Linked DNA regions of Mus musculus: region 1 is linked to region 2. Evidence: chromatin contacts called from public promoter capture Hi-C data. All regions are on one chromosome and are shown on one strand. The core of a region is the stretch at or near the end of the contact, and the rest is flanking DNA. Distances in the headings are between cores, read along the strand shown.

Evidence for each region. Promoter capture Hi-C pulls out the DNA fragments that hold promoters and counts their contacts.
Region 1: a contact with region 2 is called in a promoter capture Hi-C map of the C10 cell line, with 2.7 times the contacts expected there. The contact joins two enhancer-like sites. A contact is called at or near these places in 4 of 39 promoter capture datasets (the C10 cell line, liver and pre-B cells), 1 of 115 datasets of contacts at active chromatin or transcription factors (pancreatic cancer cells) and 1 of 9 other capture datasets (pancreatic islet).

What each region holds. Positions count from the first base shown.
Region 1 is chr2:30,342,115-30,346,468 of GRCm38.p6, reverse strand. Nup188 (nucleoporin 188) reads right to left here. Exons shown (of 44, transcript NM_198304.3): 39 at 4,022-4,096; 40 at 3,679-3,936; 41 at 3,416-3,547; 42 at 3,121-3,194; 43 at 2,879-3,008; 44 at 2,203-2,767. The coding sequence ends at 2,591. It overlaps Sh3glb2 (SH3-domain GRB2-like endophilin B2), which reads left to right. Exons shown (of 12, transcript NM_001289709.1): 9 at 16-116; 10 at 396-410; 11 at 530-770; 12 at 1,042-1,692. The coding sequence ends at 1,149. Among named protein-coding and RNA genes, the nearest start is that of Sh3glb2, 15 kb to the left of the region's middle. Within about 2 kb of position 2,573, at least 15 of the 459 cell types and tissues checked have an H3K27ac peak or open chromatin away from gene starts, as enhancers often do.
Region 2 is chr2:29,818,389-29,822,821 of GRCm38.p6, reverse strand. No RefSeq gene overlaps it. Among named protein-coding and RNA genes, the nearest start is that of Urm1, 6.8 kb to the left of the region's middle. Within about 2 kb of position 2,526, at least 299 of the 459 cell types and tissues checked have an H3K27ac peak or open chromatin away from gene starts, as enhancers often do.

The sequences.
Region 1 (4,354 bases), core at 1,324-3,823, 520 kb before region 2:
AGACCTTCTTTCCAGGTGAACCACCTTCGCTGCCTCCATGAGTTCGTCAAGTCTCAGACAACCTACTATGCACAGTGCTACCGCCACATGCTGGATCTGCAGAAACAGCTAGGCAGGTGTGGCTGGACCCAGGTCTCTGAGGCCCCCTATCTCCCAGACCCAGTGAGTGGCCCAATGCTTCTGGCCAAGGGCCTTCTCTTCTGAGCTCAGAAAACCTCATGATACATGAGGTTGGACTGGAGGCTCTGCCTAGAACCTCATGTGGGCACCTCATGTGGTGAGATCAGAGTCTCCAGGGGCTCACAGTGGTTTCTTTGTGCCAGGGAGGTGGGCAGGGACAAGCAGGTGGGACTATCTCAGCTTCCTCTATTTTGTTTTTTCCCTCGTGCTGCCAGCTCCCAGGGTGCCATGTAAGTTATTGAGGGTTGGGCCTCCTTGTGTGTAAAATGGGCCAGTGTCTGGTCTGTCTTGTAGAGTATGTGGGGCTCTCACAGGTTAGTGATGGCTGCTGAGACACCCTCCTCTCTAGATTTCCAGGCACCTTCGTGGGCACCACAGAGCCTGCCTCCCCACCCCTGAGCAGCACCTCACCTACCACCACTGCGGCCACCATGCCTGTGGTACCTACTGGGGCTGTCTTGGCCCCTCCAGAAGAGGCAGCCCTCTGCCTGGAGGAGGTGGCTCCCCCAGCCAGTGGGACTCGAAAGGCCCGGGTGCTCTACGACTACGAGGCAGCTGACAGCAGTGAGCTGGCCCTGCTGGCTGATGAGGTTGGTCCTGAGGGGCAGGAAGAGCTGGACGGACCAGGGACACTGAATCTGCACAACTCTGCTCACTCTCATGGAACCCCTGGACCCTGGGGAGGAGCTGTGGGAGTCAGGGGAAGTGACTATAGGTCTGCAGGAGCAGTCCCTAATGTCTATGGCCCAGTACAGCCCTGAAGTGACATCTCTCACTGGGAGGTAGCAGCTTTAGCCTGGCTTAGTCCTGGGACTAGGCCCACCCATGTCTAGGGCATAAGTTTCTTCTCTCCTCCAACAGCTCATCACTGTCTACAGCCTGCCAGGCATGGATCCCGACTGGCTCATTGGTGAGAGAGGCAACAAGAAGGGCAAGGTTCCTGTCACCTACCTGGAACTTCTCAGCTAAGCAGCCCCTTCCCAGGCTCTGCCACTTAGAGTCGTCTGCTGGCCACAGAGCTGCTTAGGATAAGGGACCTAACCCTTTTCTGGCTGTGCCCGTCATTCAGCTATTAAAGAGCCCACAAGACAGAATGGCCCCAGGCCCCTCTGCTAGTCCTGCTTCTGACCTGCAACCCTGCACACCCCAGGCTTCCCAGCTCCCTTAAGGCAGAAGGGTCACTACATTTGACACCACCATGGGCCCAGGATATGCTGGGGATGGATGCTCTTGGCATGAAAGAACATCTGCCTTCTGGCTGTGGAAGGTTGAGGGGGACAGCAGCACACAGGCAGGGCTAGGAGTGTGGCAGGAAACCAGAAGGGTCAGCCAGAGCAGCAGCACCAAGTGCTGCCTCCCACTTCCCTCATGGCTCTGGCTGGGCACAGTGGCTACAGCAGTCATTCCTTCAGTTTCTAACTAACATTCTGACCTCTGCCTGTCTGCTTGCTCTCTGGCAAATAAATCCTTTGTGTGCGAATCAGGATCTCAGTCCATGAGCCACCCTGAAAGTGGATGGAAGACTTCATTGGCCTCTTGGGGTAAGGCTGCATGGAGCCATGGCACTGGCTGCTCCACATACAGAGCAGAGGAAAAGTCCTACAGCATCCCAGGTCCCAGTGTTCCGCGCATACAATTTCACAACACTCTTCGTAAGGAAAATGTCCGTCCCTAACCCTGGACCCATGGGACAATAGTGGTTTGCCTGTCAGGGAGCGGGTAAGCTTCAGTAACCAACAGTTACGGGGCAAAAGAGCATCTACCCCTTGGAGGTTTTACCTGGCAGGCAGGGAGCCCTACATCAGCCTGATTCTAGGAGCACCTAGTATGGCCATGTTTTATTTTAGATGGTCCCAGTGGGCATGCTGGGGCTCCACAGCAGGAAGAACTGTACACTGAGACCTAGACTCTCCCTTGTGTGCCTGTCCTGACAGGCTGCTACGACTAAATGGGCAGGTACTGAAAGTCAGCCACCTCCCTACCCCCAACATCTGGGGCCTCTGAAAGTTGCCACATGACACAGGCTCTATAAACAGCACTTTTAATATTTGTATAAATAGACCACGGTATTACCAAAAAAACTGCAAGAATAGATCATGGAAAACCCTCACTACACACAGGACTCTCCTGTGCTGCCAGCACCCAGGGCCTCCCTGGCTGGTGAAGTGCCATGGGAATGCTCGGAGGAAAGGGGCCACCTTGGGATATTGTTAAGAGTCTGAGCACCCAGCCCCTTGGCTCCCTGCCCGTGCTGTTGACCTCTTTAGCTATATAAAAATAATGTCAGCGGGTGGGCAGGAGGACGACGAAGGGAGCTGCCTGCTCAGTGGCTGGCCTTGTGGTGGCAGCGCCCTCTACCCAGGCTGCAGTGCAGGTTGGTAGGAGCAGCAGGTAGACAGCAGTCGGCGCCCTATCTCTGCACGTGCCGGACAAAGGCTTGCACAAGTTGGATCAGAGGCTCCTGAGATTCTGGGCTGGCTTTGGAGAGAGAGGTGGCCTTGCCCTGTGGTGAGGGCAGGACTCCAGCAGCAGGGGAGCTGGGGGCCCCCCTTCTGAAGTATCGTGAGAGGCTGGAAAGCAACGTGCTCTGCAAGAAAAGCAGCAGATTAATGAGGTCCAGGGCCACTATTCCTGACCCAAATGACAAAACCGGCAGCATCCAAACAGCGTTCCCTGCTGGCCAGCCCAGCATCCATACCAGCTCCGAGCTCAGCTCCTGCTTCATCCGCTGCTTGTCCCGGGGGTGCACAGCCGGGTCCCTGAGGTAGCGTACTGCTTGGGAGATGAGCAGGTAGAAGCAGTTCTCCATGGTGAACATCAGGAGGGACCTGGAGAGGCAGGTATGGGCAATATCGCAAAAGTATTTGACAGACACAGCTGAGCCGCAGATGGGAGAACAGCAGCCCATAGCTGCTCCAGGCGGCAAGCCTCAGGCCTTACTTTAATGTTCGGGTCCCTTCTGCTTGTGTGCTGAGTCCCACAGCCTGGGTGAGGGATTCCTTTTTCTTGTCCAGCTATAGGAAGCAATATAAAAATCAAGTTAGCAGTAAGAGTGGCCAGTTAGAGCTTCTAGTTGGAGGTCTTGCATCCCAACTTCCCTGGTACCTCACAGGGTACTCGGTGGGAACTCCTAGCATGCCCCTGTAGGAAGAGGCCTAGGCTCCAGGGGCTGGATATGTTCTATATTTCTAAAACAAGTGGGAAGTTATGTGGGGGGGCCACCTCACCAGCTTACCTCTCCAAGCATGTTGAGGGCCACGTTCACTGTGGCCAAGAGGGTTCCGAAGGAGGGAGCCACTTCAGAGTCAAAGGTGGGAGTGGTAAAACTTAGGGCAAAGAGGAAGTTGTACTCAGCAAGATCCAGGGACTGAAAGACAAAAAAGCCAGCACTCTGGAACTCGCTGGGAGTTCTCCAAAGCACAGTACAGTATACTGCAGAGCCCAGGTTCAAGGCTTATTGTGGGAACCTAGCCTTAGTTTTGAGGTGGCAACTAGTACCTGGTCCAACAGGATCTGGCAGACATCCGGAGTGAAGTGGCGCAGGGCTGCCAGGGTCCTGCTGAGAATCTTGAGAAGCCCATACTGGACTGTGTGTAAGGCTCGCTGTTCTGAGGCCTCAGTGTCAGCAGTAGGCTGCTTGGAGGAGCAGCCAGCTGGGGTAGCCAGAGCGGTGGTGGTGGTGGTGGTGGTGGTGGTGGTGGATGGCCGCTGAGCTCGGGGAGTGACAGCTGAAGGGAGGCCATCACCATTTTTGTTCTGAGGAGAGTCAAGAAATGAAGGGTGAGTCATAGGAGATCAAGGGTGGCACTGCCAGCGGTGACGGGCTAGGGGCTTTCATTACCTGTAGGTAGTGCTGCAGCATCTTGCGGCTGTGCAGGAGGGAGGTACAGGCCTGGCACAAGTAACCCAGGTTCACCTGGGACACAGGAGGGACAGGAAAAACTCATGGAGGCAGCCCTATAAACAAATCTTCCCCCAGGACCCAGCATGCCTCACCTCCCACTGACTGATGCTCTAACGCAACAGCCAACCAGCAGGACTCAGGCCTAGAACATTTCCCTGCACTGCTGGCATCGTACAGGCCTCAGACATCAGCAAGATGGGATTACTACTATGTCCACTGAAGGAGGAGAGAGTTGATGTGACTGGCCAAGGTCATAGAGAGAGTAGCCAT
Region 2 (4,433 bases), core at 1,277-3,776:
GTGGCATCAGTGGACAATTTGTAGGAATTGCTTGTCTCCTTCTGCTTTGTGGACCTGGAACTGAACTAAGAGCAGCAGCTACTAAGTCACCTCACACTCCCAAGAGGAAACCTCCTTCTTCTCTTTTTAACGATCCTTATGTATTTGTTACTTATTATACATTGGTGCTTTGCTTGAATATATGTGTGTGTGGAGGGGGGGTTGTTGGATTCCTAGAACATGGGGTTACAGACAGTTGTGAGCTGCCTTGTGGGTGCTCAGAACCAGAGTCCCCTAGAAGAGTAGCCAGCCTCTCCAGGCCGTGTTTCTTTTTTTCTTTTTGGGGTTATTTTCTCTTCTGGGATTATAGGTGTCTACACCATCACGCTAAGCCTAACCACTCTGGCTCCATTTTCATGCCGGGGCTTGGGATTGACGCAGGGTCTCCCGCACACTAGATAAGAGTTCTAATACTGAGCTACCTCCCCACTCCTTTCTAGTTTGTGTGTGTGTAGGCCAGGTTAGCCTGTGTCACTCCTCAGGAGCCATCCATTTTAATTATTTTTGGGACAGGGTCTCACTATGTAGCCCTGGTTGGCCTTGACATACATACATACACACACACACACACACACACACACACACACACACACACACACAGGCCAGGTTGGTTCAATCTCACAGAGATGTCTGACTGCCTATGGGATTAAAGACTTGGACTAGCTATTAAGCTTGACTTTTCTTCCTATCTCTTTCCTCCTTCCTTCCTCCCTCCCTCTCCCTCTCCCTCCCTCCCTCCCTCCGATTATTAAGGACAGGCTGGAGAGACAGCTCAGTAGCTGCACTGGCTGCTCTTCCAATGGACCAGGGTTCAATTCCCAGCACCCATATGATGATTCACAACTATCCAAATTCCAATTCTAGGAAGTCCTACAGCCCTCTTCTGACCTCCTGGATACCGGCTACATACATGGTACACATACATATATACAGGCAAAATAAAATAAAACTAAAAAAAAATGTTAAGGAAAATAAAAACTCCCACAAGTGGGAGGAGTTCCGAAGGAGAAATAACAAACCTTGAATTTTTCCCCCCTTAGACAAGTTCACCGAGACGGGATGGGGGGGCCTTGAGGATGTGTGACTGGCCAGTGAGGTCCCACCAGACCGAGTTACTTCCACAGCTCTTCATAATGTTTTTGTTTTTAGATTTCTGTGTGTGTGTGTGTGTGTGTGTGTGTGTGTGTGTGTGTGAGAGAGAGAGAGAGAGAGAGAGAGAGAGAGAGAGAGAGAGCAGAACAGGGTGAATTCTCTGGAGCTGGCTGCTAGGGACCAAATGGTCCTCAGAAAAAGCAGCAAGCCCTTTTAGAGAGAGAGAGAGAGAGAGAGAGAGAGAGAGAGAGAGAGAGAGAGAGAGAGAGCAAGCAGAACAGGGTGAATTCTCTGGAGCTGGCTACTAGGGACCAAATGGTCCTTAGAAAAAGCAGCAAGCCCTTTTTTGTTTTTTGTTTGTTTGTTTTGGTTTTTGGAGACAGGGTTTCTCTGTGTAGCCCTGCTATCCTGGAACTCACTCTGTAGACCAGGCTGGCCTCGAACTCAGAAATCCGCCTGCCTCTGCCTCCCAAGTGCTGGGATTAAAGGCGTGCGCCACCACTGCCTATCACCCCAACAGTTCTGATGGGAGTCCCTTTCAGGAACTTGATGAATCCAAGTTCAGGCTTCATCTGAACAGAAGTCTCTGCAAAGAACTCATGCTGGCAGCACTGAGCCTGATGCTACTGCCACTTCGCGTCCAGAACCAAGCTTAACCTATCAGTTAGAAACAGTACAGGCTGGGTATTGTGTTCCCTCAAAGAACATTTGTCTACTGAGCTCTGTGGTGCCAAGCAGTAGAGCCACTGGACTACACCTTGTATATTCCTCCCATTTTTCAGATGACAAAACTGAGTCTCCGAAGGCCGTGCCTTCGGGATCCTGGCCCTCCCCACTACTTCTCACTTAAGGCCAGAGTCTCACAAATAACTTTCCCCTAGTATCCCTTGCAGTAGAGGGTCCGGGGCCCCAGCCAGAGAGCCAGGGCGTAGTCCTCCATCCTCTCTGAAGCTCCAAGAGAGACAATGGCAGGTCGCAGCGGAGGCGAGGGCGCAAGTGCCCCCCTGCCCGCCGCCCTTTGTTTTCCCGCCTGCCCCCTCGCGCGCCCCGGGAGGCTGGGAGGCGCCTCTCACAGGCTTCCTCCTCCCATTCTTGTGCTAATTGGGTGTCAAGCTGAGATCAGTGAGAAAGAAATCCGCCCGGGCTCGGGTTAAACTGCCGCCAAAGACTAGGGCTGAGCCCAGAATTTGATTAGGCCGGGAGGAAGCCGCGGCCCGGGGGAGGGGTGGCTAAGCTTTCAGGGCCCCTTTGAAAGTCACTGGGTCGCCCCCTCCTCTCCCGCCCTCTCCACAACCGCCTCTAGGGGCCTCTGGAAGATATTTAACCTTCTTCCTAGGAATTGAAAGCGATAGCCACACACTGGCCTGGGCAGCCACTTGCCTGTCCAAGCACTGCTGGACCTCCAAGGATGCAGGAGGCTGGCTCCTTCCAGCAGCGCCCTGTTCAGCAAGGAGGCGGAGCGGGGTGGGGGCGGGGACGTTTACCTCCAGACTCTGATGTTTGGAGAGGCTTTACTCCTCCTCGTCTCTGGTTCCTCATCAGCAGGCGGAGGATAAAGTCCTACCTGTTCTGTGCTTGGTGGCCATTAAGAGTCAATAATGGAGTGGTTGACCTCCAAGGGGGCCCCTTCGGGAAGGGTTCCCTGCCCCCACCTTCCGGCAATGACTCCTTTCCCCAACCATACAGCTCTATCGCCTTACGGGTTTTTACTAGTTATTTATTTACTCTGTTAATTGTGTATATATATATCCTGTTACTGCAGTGTTTGCACAGTCCAGAAGAAGGCATCGAATGGACTCCCCAGAACTGGAGTCAAAGGCAGCAGATTCGCGTCACTCCATGATGGTGCTGGAGTCTCTAGTCCTCTACAAGAGCAATATGAATTCTTAATGGCTGAGCTGTCTCTCTGGACCCTTATATTTCAAATTTATATTTCAACCCTTCTGATAGCATCTTCCTCTGAAGTATAGTCATACTCTAAAACAAAATTTATTTTTGTCTTATGCATATGCATACATATGCATGCTTTGCCTGCATGTATGTGTGCTGTGTATGGGTGCTGAGAACCCCTCAGCAAGTTAGCCACTGAGAGCCATCCTTCCAGTCTGCCCCACCCCTCCCCTTTGACAGCGTCTCACTATGCTCCCTCGCTGGCCTGAAACTATGTAGACTAGGTTGGCTTGAAAGCAGAGATCTCTGCCTCTGCTTCCCAAGGGTTGGGATCAAAGGTGTGAAGACCCATGCCCATCTGGTCTACTGTTTCTTTTGTGGGCCTTGACCTAGTCTGCCTGGCATGCTTCCTTGAAAGGCTTCCTGGTGCTAGGCCCTGGTGCAAAGAACTCATATTCCCAGCCCTTGGGACGAGGCAGGACGATTCCTGCAAGTTGTGGGACAGATAAGGCTATACAGGGAGAACATTTCAAAGCCAACAGAGCAGTGTTCCTGTGTCCCAGGGCACACCTCATTGGGTCCATCTTCTAGCAGCTGCCACTGCTGCTCCGTGAGGTGGATCTGGGGCCTAGACCTCGCCCCCATGGCAGGCAGCTTTTTCTATCTGCTTAGGTGAACCCATAGGTGCTCTGCAACTGTCAAGTACTTAATGTGAGGAGCTGCCCAAGAGCAGTAGCTATGTAAGTTAATACTATAAGCATGTATTGGTCAATTACTGTGTGTACTCAAGAGGGCTCCGCACGGTCTGGGGACAATCAGATGCAGGTCCAAGAGCTGTCAGCCCCTCAAGGAGGGGTTAGTAGTCCCAGTGTAAAAGTGGGAACAGCCTTGTTTGGAATGTTTTGATTACATTATTAACTGCTGATTGTGTGTACGTGCACGCACGTGCGTGGGTGTTTGGGATGGACAACATACAGTCAGTTCTTTCTTTCCACCATGTAGGTTCTGCAGATCCATCAGACTGTCAAGCTTAGCAGCAGGCTCTTGTACCCCACCATCCAGTTTGTTGAGATGGAGTCTCACTATGTAGCCCTGGTTGACCGAGAACTCTTTTTGTAGACCAGGCTGGCCTTGGAATCACAGAGATCTCACCTGAGTGCTAGGACTAAAGGTATGCATCACCAGATATCTATCTCTATCTATCTATTGGTATCTATCTATCTACCTATCTATTGGTTTCTCGAGACAGGATTTCTCTGTGTAGTCCTGGCTGTCCTGGAACTCACTCTGTAGACCAGGCTGTCCTCGAACTCAGAAATCCGCCTGCCTCTGCCTCCCGAGTGCTGGGATTAAAGGCATGTACCATCACTGCCTGCAAGATCTTTAAAAAAATTTTTTTTTTATTTTTAATT